Linked DNA regions of Pan troglodytes: regions 1 and 3 are each linked to region 2. The links are chromatin contacts, called in public Hi-C maps. All regions are on one chromosome and are shown on one strand. Each heading gives the region's core, a stretch centred on a gene start, on an enhancer-like site or on the middle of the called end of the contact. The rest is flanking DNA. Distances are from core to core; before and after follow the strand shown. Region 1 overlaps RAD51B (RAD51 paralog B). Region 2 overlaps RAD51B (RAD51 paralog B). Region 3 overlaps RAD51B (RAD51 paralog B).

Region 1 (3,275 bases), core at 332-2,831, 420 kb before region 2:
TCATCAAATAGGAAGCCTTTACAGATAATAATGTGTACGCATGTAAGCTCTGAGGTGGGACTGCCTTCAGCAGCTTGAAGACTTTAAAACACAGGACAGAGCAGTAAGACAAACAGGACAGTTTTTTGTCTTCCAGTGGTGTTACCAGGGTGTGGGTAGAGATCACTTCACATCTTTCCTCACCGGACAGCCGAATCAGACACAGAACCTGCCTCCTCTTTATTCTACTTACAGGCCTTTTTCTTTCTGCACATGCCCCTGAAGCTCTGGCATTAAAGCTGATGATCTATTCCGAGGTGGCCCATAAAGTACGTCTCCCTCAGCCTCCACTGTCACTTTGTTGTGAATCCCAGCCCTAGCCACCCAGTGCCCTGTGCTTTCCTCAGACCCAGGATAGGATGAGAAATGTGTAGGAGCACTACATTCCTGCCACGCTAACCTTCACTCCCTCACCAAAGCTAAGGGCAGTCAGAAGCCAGCACCCAGACATGGGCGTCTCTCTGCCCCTAACACCTGCCAATTCCTGCCCTAAAACTATTGAAAGAATGCTGAGGTCCAGGGAGCTTGAGCGGGAAAAGGGTAACTGGCAGAAGGGAAAACACAATCCTGGTCTCAAAGCAGCAATAAAAATAAAATTAAACCCTCACACACACACATAAGATTCTTTATGTCTTCAATTGAAGTTGCCAGAGTACTTCACACTGGAACTACGTGCAAGAGGATTTTCTGAAAAAACAAACCACACACACAACAGACCTTACTGCTCCCTTGAAGGGGCTTATTTAAGGCAAAACAAGGCCTCCCATCATTCCTGTGAGAGATCATTGTCCCCCTTGTTGCCACAGCGCCCTGTGAGGCTGTGGGAAACAAATGACCTCAGAGGCACTGCAGTATGTGTCACTGCAAAAGAAAAGAGAGTGGAAGGGGCTGGGGGAGGGGGCTGCTGGCGAGCGGAGCCCTCCACCGCGCGCGGCGGTCCTCCAATGATATCCCTCCAGGCACAGCGGGAAGGAGGCTTGCCGGCCCCAGGAGTCTCCCTCCAGCCTGTAACGGGATTAGGCTCCCGCTCCCTAGAAGCAAAGCGTCTTTCTAGATATCCTGCTGCTCGCCCTGGTCAATCTGTCCTCTAAATTGGCCCTCCCCACAAAGTGCCCGCTGACTGCTAGTGTCTCCCTCTGTTTCACGGGTGTCTTGAGTGGAGACAGGGCTCCCCTGAGGCCCGCGATGAGGAGTGGGCGCAGAGGGAGGGAGGGAGAAGAGGGTAGTCAGGGATCAGAGGGGTGGCTGGGGAAGGGGACACACACACTGGGGCAATCGGAGAGCAGGGAGGATGGAGGCGGAAGGAGAGAGGGTTAGGATGAGCGGATTGGGAAGGAATATGGCGAAGCAAAGCTGAGCTCAGCAGCAGACACTTCCTTCGCCACACACTCCCCGCACTGGAGAAGGAAGCCCGTGGAGGCCTCGCTCTCACTGGGGCGCGTGTGGGCAAACAAGCCTGCAGTCCAGCCAGAAGCGGCCTTCCCACCACACAACTTCCTCCTGTGGACGCTAACACTGACCGATGTGGCCCCTTCTCTGCAATCTCTGTGCAATGGAGCGGCTGATACGACTTCCAGCCTACACGGGAGCACACAGAAGCACAGTGGTTGAGGGTAGACTCTGAGTCTCACTAAGTGGGCAATTCCACCTTCACTGCACCCACACACGCGTGCGCACACACACTCCCACTCCCCGCCGGGAGAAAGACTGTGTTGCAGCATCGCATGTATGCATTTTACCTTCACAGATGATACGGGCCCAACCCTCCTCCTTGAGCCACAGAGCTATGTTAACCACAAGGTGGCAAACAAAAACGGGGAAGGAGGACAGAGAGTGGGCGCCGCCGCAGGAGAGCCCTGCACACTCCAATGAGGAGGCCCCTGCACACTCCAATGAGGAGGCCCCCTTCACTCAGAGCCTGCACACCTGGAGATGAGCCTGTCTCCATACTGGGGGACATTAAGAATACACAAAAACACTGAAAATAAAACATGATATATTAACAGATATATCATACAGTTTATCTGTAAAATTCCTTTTATATATGCATATATTTTCTATGGAAATGGGTATGCATCACTTTATTGTTTAATCACCTATGTTAATTAACCAAACCATTACTTTATGCACAGTACAAATTTCTGAAAATACCAGAGTTTCAAAATTCTGTTTATCGATAGAATTTGTTTTGGCTTCTATAAAACAAGGAGACATGGTACTTTGCAGTCTCAGGGGTAAGCAAAGTGGTATGAAAAACTATCTTGTACCCAAAATCTTTCCTCATGAAAGTCTCAACTGTGGCAATGTAGGTTTTTTTGCACCAAGTTTGCAATTGGGAAGTACTGCGATTTGAAAGTAGCTGGGTTCAGTGCACAAAGGCTCCGCCTATTTTCAGTTGTTTACCAGGAACACAAATGTCTCTAGGTTGCCCTCTCTCCTCCCAGTGGTGCCCAGGACTGTGCAAGAACCCCAGAGGCATTTGCCTTTCACAAACACACTCATTCAAACTAGAGATAAAAGTGAGAAGGAGCTAACAACATTTCTGTTCTGTTTCTTTCTTTTTTTTTTTTTTTTTGAGACAGAATCTCACTCTGTCACCCAGGCTGGAGTGCAGCGGCGCAATCTCAGCTCACTGCAACCTCCGCCTCCTGGGTTCAAGCAATTCTCTTGCCTCATCCTCCTGAGTAGCTGGGACTACAGGCGCCCACCACCATGCCCGGCTAATTTTTTGTATTTTTAGTAGAGACGGGGTTTCACCCTGTTAGCCAGGATGGTCTCGATCTCCTGATCTCGTGATCCGCCCACCTTGGCCTCCCAAAGTGTTGGGATTACAGGCGTGAGCCACCGCGCCCGGCCTCTGTTATGTTTCTTTCAGGTCTGGTGCTTACTCTTTTTCAGAGCAGTGATGGTTATGAAAGAACGTAGGTTCTAGAACCAGAAACTTGATCCCAAGCTCCCCAACTTCACCTCTCTGTCCTCACCTTCTTATCTGTAAAATGGGGCTAACACTTACATCATCAGATTGCTATGAAAATTAGTTAATAATGAATTAATATATGAAAAATCCTTACAAAAATGCCTTGGTGCATAGTAATAAATATTAGTTGCTGTAATAATTAACATATTTTTCTTGGCTTACTCTCTTTTAGGAATTTTAGTACCCCAGTCAAGGATTAACAAAAATAATGACAAGAGCTAACATTTATATTTTTTTGAGAGCTCACCATGTGTTAGGC
Region 2 (3,098 bases), core at 396-2,895:
TATAAACATGGTTTGTCTCCAATATAATAAAATGTGTATTAGTACAAGCCCTGTAACTTACATATCTAAATAAGTGATGTTTGTGAAATCTATCAACCAAGAACTTAATCTAACACTATTAGTACACAAACATTTTTGCAATTTCTCATTGGTAATGTCCTTTAGAATCACTTTTGAAAGCAATAAAAGAAAATAAGTTTTACTACTTTATATTTCATTTAATATATTTAATATATTTAAATCTATTACTTAGTTTGACCACCCGTCTTATTTATCACACTTGGCTTTAAGTGACAGTTGACTGTTTCAAAATTCAAAACAGCCTGCAAAATAAAGACCTGCCACCACAGAAAACTGACAAAAGAACATACCAAGAAAGGAGCATGCATAAAATGGGTATATAATCTTCTATGACCATTTCGAGAGAAACAACACCTATTTAGATATACTACTGCTGACATTTAAAAACAAATTCAGACATCATATTTTTAAGTCACTGAACTTTATAATTGCAACTATTCCCATAATAGTTTTCATTTGCTATACATATAAATGTTCTTTGTCTTAAGTCTTCCTTTCATGAAACTATAGACTCCGTAATCTTCCTTTTGGAAGATTTGGCAGGCTTTGTAACTTCAACGTATTGACGTTACTCCTGCTACTTCACGTAAACCTTCACTTTAAGTTCAGTGTGTCTGCCACCATATTTCTCAATTCTTCTACTATTCCAAATACTCTGAAGAAGCTTCCCAGAAATCCTTGTTTGGATCAGCAAAAACAATTTGGTGTCATCAGCAGATTTCACCATTTCCTTCTGGAGTCATTAAAACACTAAACAAGCATGATCTTGGTATCAATCCTTAGGGTTCCTATCATTAACGTCTCTCTAGCTGAAGTCAAGCTATTCTCTGCTACATTGTGATTTCCATAATAGGACTAGGATATGTTTATTTGCTAGAAGTTTAAACATTGATGGATTTTTTTAATGAAAGTTGCAAAATGCATTACGAAAGTAAAGAGGAAAAAATCTCAAAAGGAAAGGTCAGAGAAATCAGCAAAGAGAAGCAGCTCCTAGTTAGTTGTCTCATCCAAGCACACTGCCTCATATTTAACTGATTCTTAAACCTCTACAGGATTTTAACCTTTCCCCTCCAATTACTTATTTCTGTTATAATTATATGAGAGACTTTATTAAACACATTTGAAAATTCTCTATGAATTATAACCAGCAGGTCCAACTACTTTATTAGCTTTTCCTCTCTTTACTACATTTAAAGAGAGAAAAGCAAACAGTCCTTACCCAGAAAGTAAAAAAGCAAACAGTTTTCTACCCAAACTGGTCTGTACTCTGAACAAGAGAAATCACTCTTTCTTTTATTCAAGTGCAAATCTGTTTGAAGCTTTCATTCTGCTTTCCCAGCCTGCTCTCTGCAGCTGCATAAAAGATGAGACATGGGAATGAAAGAAAACTAGGCTGGGGCCAAAAAGCAATACTGTCCATATGCAAACTCGCTCAAAGAGCAGGAGTTTCTGTACATCCTTTCCCACTTTTTCCACTTTAGCAGACCCCTAGCCAAAAGGAGGAGGTACTGTGCTATATCTCTATGTCCAATCCTGTTTAAAACAACTTCTCATGTGAAATCAGGGGAAGGATAAGGTTACTAAACCCCCAGTCCTGACACAGAGCCCGAGGCATTCTCAGAGTCAACTTTAGCTCTAAGCTGGCTGTAATTAGGCAAGTTTAAGAGAGAAATAGGGACAGTCTCACAGGTCTCTTAGAATGCTTGTGGCAGAGGCATAGCAACAGTGAGCAGAATTCACTTTACCTATTTTACCCCATGCAAAATTAGAGCAAAATCCTCCCCCTAAGCCAAAAAGCAAAATCTTCCCCCTATGCCAAATCTGCAATAGACTTTCAGAATGTCTGGAAACCCATTAGTCTACATGCAAGGGTGTCAGGTAACCTTATAATCCCAGCATTCTCCTCAGGCCAGCAGTGAACCACACACAATTGAAAAAGTTCACCACCTCAAAAACAAACTCTGCTGGGATCAGAAGGGTATTCTCAAGGGTTTTGACTCAGATGTCATTATAACTCCGTGTTATTTTTAATGCTGTTTTTTTGGATTTTGCCTCACACAGAATTCCCAAGTTACAGAAGGACCATGAACAATGTCCAGATGTATAAAATGCAAAAATACTTCCCTCCTACTTGTGGATTCCAAGATAAACACCACAAGAAGCACATGTGACTAAACTAAGAGCTCATTCCAAATTAAATACTGCATCATGTGCACAGTTTAGGGCTTAAAAAACAAACCCCACAAATATTCTGCACGGTTCATAAGCCAGGCCTGGGCAAGCACATGACCACGTTGTAAGAAGGAATCATGAATTGGAGAGTAGAGGTAAAGGGTGAAAAAAGTCTGAGTCAAAACCTTTCCCAGAAAATTGGTGCTTTCAGCGAACATTTGTATAATATGGGACACAGATGAAAGAAGAAATTGTATTTTTCTGTGTTTTTTTTTTTCCTACTGATACTATCATTTCTAAAACTGCCCAACAAATTGGGAAACTCTGCAAAGATTTCAAAATCCCCAGCCTAAGCCAAGCACAAACATCATTAAATACAGATACAAACACACACACTGAGGTAATCAGAACTTATATCTCTGACTGACCAGTCCAGACAGAATCCTTTGACATAATAAGCTGAGTTCTGGACAGAGTACATGGAACCTTATGGGACACAAACAGGAGAGTCAGGCAATGTGAAAAGACTTCTACACTATTGTTATTGTGTTTCCAAAAAAAGTAAAAAATAGATGGATAAAGTGGAAAGACAACAGAGAGATAGTTTGGCTAGCTGGGTGAGTTCAGTTTTTCTCCCACAACTTAACCTAAGCAAAAGCTTTTAAGAAATTCAGACTGGGAAGGCTGGGTGCGGTGGCTCACGCCTGTAATCCCAACACTTTTGGGAGGCCAAGGCAGGTGGTGGATCACCTGAGGTCAGGAGTTCGAGACCAACCTGACCAACATGGCGAAACCCCATCTCTACTAAAAATACAAAAATTAGCCAGGTGCAGTGGCAGGCACCT
Region 3 (3,139 bases), core at 298-2,797, 300 kb before region 2:
TTAGCCCTTTTCTTTCCCCTGTCTACTGGAACTTCTATCCTTTTTTATCAAAAAGATTTTTTTTTTCAAGGCTTTCCAATAATCTGCTGGAGGCCACAGAGACAGATCTAATCACGGTTCTCATCAATCTTTCTCCCACGGCCAAACAGAGCCAGGAGGCTACATGGAATGGTGCTGAATTCTTTTTTCTCCCTCAAGACGTACTTCTGTCCAGGGAGTTAGGGCCCACTGTGTGTTCCTGGGAGCTAACATTTCCTGGGGAATGTTTAGGGATTTCACATTTACCCTAAACAAAATAACATATAAAACTTTAAGTCTAAATTCCACAGAGCTTTTTAAAAGGAGGGGCCTTGTCTCTCCTTGGCTTACAGCAGCCCTGAAGGCTTGTTGTATCTCATTCATTTTGGCCATTTTCCAGAGCAGCTGACAAACTGAAAATAAGCACACTGCTGTCTCCCCTCCTTCACTCCCCGCACTACCTTCCCCGGCTCCTGACAACCACCACTCCTCACACCCACAGATCCATGAGGGTCAGGCCCATTCTCAGAATAATGTGGAGGTGAACACTACCTCCACCTCATTGCTCCGACTTTAATACCAATCTTGAACAGTCTTGGTTTGGGATTTCAAATGTAAGTCATTCTTGGCCTAAATCAGATTGTGGGATTAGAGCCCTATTCAACTTGTGAGAGCAGGAATTCGCCTTTTAGGGATATGCGTCTAAAGTCATAAATCGCCTTGGAGACATGCCCACCTCCACTTTTAAACTGCCTCTGAGTCTCTGTCCTTTTAGATAAGCAACAGGAAAAGAGATATAAGGTAACTTATGTTGCATGATTTGAACCAAATATTTGAGGCAGGCCTCTCTGTTCTTGGGAAGCTCTGGTGGAAAGCTGACTTGAAAAGAGGATGTAACAAAGCATCACACACTAGCAGATCATACCAATATCATACAAATCTAAGTGATGGGTTTCCAGTAGGAACCCAGGGCCCCGACATAAGGCACCACTTCCATGTGTTACTAATACATCACGAATCTGATCAACCATAGTTGCAAGTCTATTTGACTCAGAATTTAGCAGCAGCTGCAGTTCCCTAAATTAGTGAGGGGGAGATAGGCATTCAGCTTATAAAGTTTTCCAATAAGAGCCACTATCTTTGAAGTACTAAATTTATACCCACCCCAATTTGTTAGATCCCACCCTGGCTGGGCCTCCTCTAGATCACAATATAAACTCCTAGGACGAGGACAGGGTAGGTCTGGAGGAGATGGAGGAGACAATGAGGACATAGATTATGGTTTTGCCTAGATGTTTTCACCTTGGTATCAATCGACACATCTGAGCTAGTTAGTGTTACGGCATTCTTTAACCCTCCTTCCAAAAGAAACATCATGGGGCTTTTCTACCACGCCATTCATCTACCCAAATGTTAGGACATTGTTTTCTTTATAAAGTGTATGATTAATTGCCAAGACAACACCTGTGCCTTGCCATTTTTGTTATGGGAAAGTCTAGGAAATCCATGTACAAGACTACCCAGAGATTACCCACCCAGTGGCTTGGAATGCAGTGTGACCAAAGGCATTTCCAGAGAGCTCACAGGACACAATGGCCATGCATGGGTGGATTTGCTGGATGGATCAGACAAACCAACCACAACTTTTCCATCTTTTGTTTCGATTCCTTCCAGTAGATTGGCCTTGTTACCAATACTGATGCCAAGACTACCAATTGCTTGCAACAAAGAATTGTTGTTAACCCCTACCCACTGTTTCATTCACTCTAATTATTCTCTAACAATACAATGGCTTCAAAAAGCCTCCAACTGTCCAGCAGACACTATGGGCCAGAGGAATCACTGAACACAAGCAGCCTATCAATAGAAGACAATACTGAAGCAGCTTCTGTCTGGGTGTTTGCTCCATCTTCTCTGAAACAATGGGAGAGAGAGCTCAGGAGAATAAAAAGGAAGTCCTGCCCTACAGATCTTTTGTTTGTCTGCCAATGTTTTATCTGTTCCAAGTTCTTGGGCGTATTCTTTACCACTCCCAAATACAGGAAAAAGCCTCGATTTCCTAGGAAATGCAGCTTCTATGTTTTTGATGAATTCTTATTGTACCCAAATCAGACTTCAGTGAGGATTCCGGTTAAGATTTTTTTTTTCACTCCTAAGGTCAAATATATCTTATATAGTAGGTAGGCCATTGGACTAATTCACAGCAACAATAACAATACAAACAGATCTTTCTATAACATTTTAGATGACAGCATAGAGCCCACCAGCATATCAGTGGTTGTTTTTGTTTTTTTTAACAGATAACACTGGTTGATAGAATCACTGAATAAAAAAGTAATACACTGGAAGCAGGTCATCACGAAAAGACATCAGTTTAACAAAATTGAAACTGATACAATAATCTTGGAGGTTTCCAAACAGAGGGAATATAAAGTCAACAGAAAATTAAATGAGAGGAAGCCTCTGTTCATTACAAATCAACATATAATTAGATTGGGATGCACCCATAATGATGAAATACCAGCAGAAATGAAAGGTCAGTTGTTTCCAGTAGGGCAACACTGCCAGAACCATGTTTAAAGGAAACAGACCAACACGGTAACCCAGAATCTCAAAGATATCCCAGGATAAAGGGGATTCATTATAGTCTATTTGAGTCATCAAGTAGTGTGAATTCATATGTAAAGGGAACATGGGGCCTGGAATGTGTACAGTGTGTCAATTACTACCAAGCAATTAAAGCAATAAAAACCAAGGCTCCAAACCATACCCACAGCAGAGCTATAAATAAGTGAACAAAAGGAAACTAAATTCCCTAAGGAAGGAAAAGCCTGGATCAAAAAAATCAGCAAGGTCTAGGTCTCAGAAAATATAAAATAACATCAACCATGACAATTTAATAGCGATGTTACTCAATAATTCTTAGAAGCTGGATGACTTAACCAAAAAGATAAACTATTAGAAATATTAACATGCAGAAAGTTGTTTCTGCCTAAAAGTGTGCATAATATAAAAAAGTTTACAATAGGGAAAAATATGAATAATGCTTTATTTTTTAACCTTCGCAAGTTTAAAAAATTTAATAATCTTGAAAATATTTCCCTAGCTAGAAAAAAGAGAA

What was found. Hi-C and Micro-C count contacts between places; a contact is called where the count stands out from the background.
Region 1: a contact with region 2 is called in a Hi-C map of stem cell-derived neural progenitor cells, with 4 times the contacts expected there. The contact joins two enhancer-like sites. A contact is called at or near these places in 2 of 7 Hi-C or Micro-C datasets (induced pluripotent stem cells and stem cell-derived neural progenitor cells).
Region 3: a contact with region 2 is called in a Hi-C map of stem cell-derived neural progenitor cells, with 16 times the contacts expected there. The contact joins two enhancer-like sites. A contact is called at or near these places in 4 of 7 Hi-C or Micro-C datasets (blood, induced pluripotent stem cells and stem cell-derived neural progenitor cells) and 1 of 1 other capture datasets (stem cell-derived neural stem cells).

What each region holds. Positions count from the first base shown.
Region 1 is chr15:66,346,432-66,349,706 of NHGRI_mPanTro3-v2.0_pri, reverse strand. The region is part of intron 8 of RAD51B (RAD51 paralog B); the gene reads right to left. Among named protein-coding and RNA genes, the nearest start is that of ZFP36L1, 430 kb to the left of the region's middle. Within about 2 kb of position 1,581, at least 18 of the 24 cell types and tissues checked have an H3K27ac peak or open chromatin away from gene starts, as enhancers often do. A contact at or near this core is called in stem cell-derived neural progenitor cells, where this site is marked.
Region 2 is chr15:65,923,023-65,926,120 of NHGRI_mPanTro3-v2.0_pri, reverse strand. The region is part of intron 7 of RAD51B (RAD51 paralog B); the gene reads right to left. Among named protein-coding and RNA genes, the nearest start is that of RAD51B, 120 kb to the right of the region's middle. Within about 2 kb of position 1,645, at least 8 of the 24 cell types and tissues checked have an H3K27ac peak or open chromatin away from gene starts, as enhancers often do. A contact at or near this core is called in stem cell-derived neural progenitor cells and stem cell-derived neural stem cells, where this site is marked.
Region 3 is chr15:66,227,664-66,230,802 of NHGRI_mPanTro3-v2.0_pri, reverse strand. All of the region lies in intron 7 of RAD51B (RAD51 paralog B), which reads right to left. Among named protein-coding and RNA genes, the nearest start is that of RAD51B, 430 kb to the right of the region's middle. Within about 2 kb of position 1,547, at least 7 of the 24 cell types and tissues checked have an H3K27ac peak or open chromatin away from gene starts, as enhancers often do. A contact at or near this core is called in stem cell-derived neural progenitor cells and stem cell-derived neural stem cells, where this site is marked.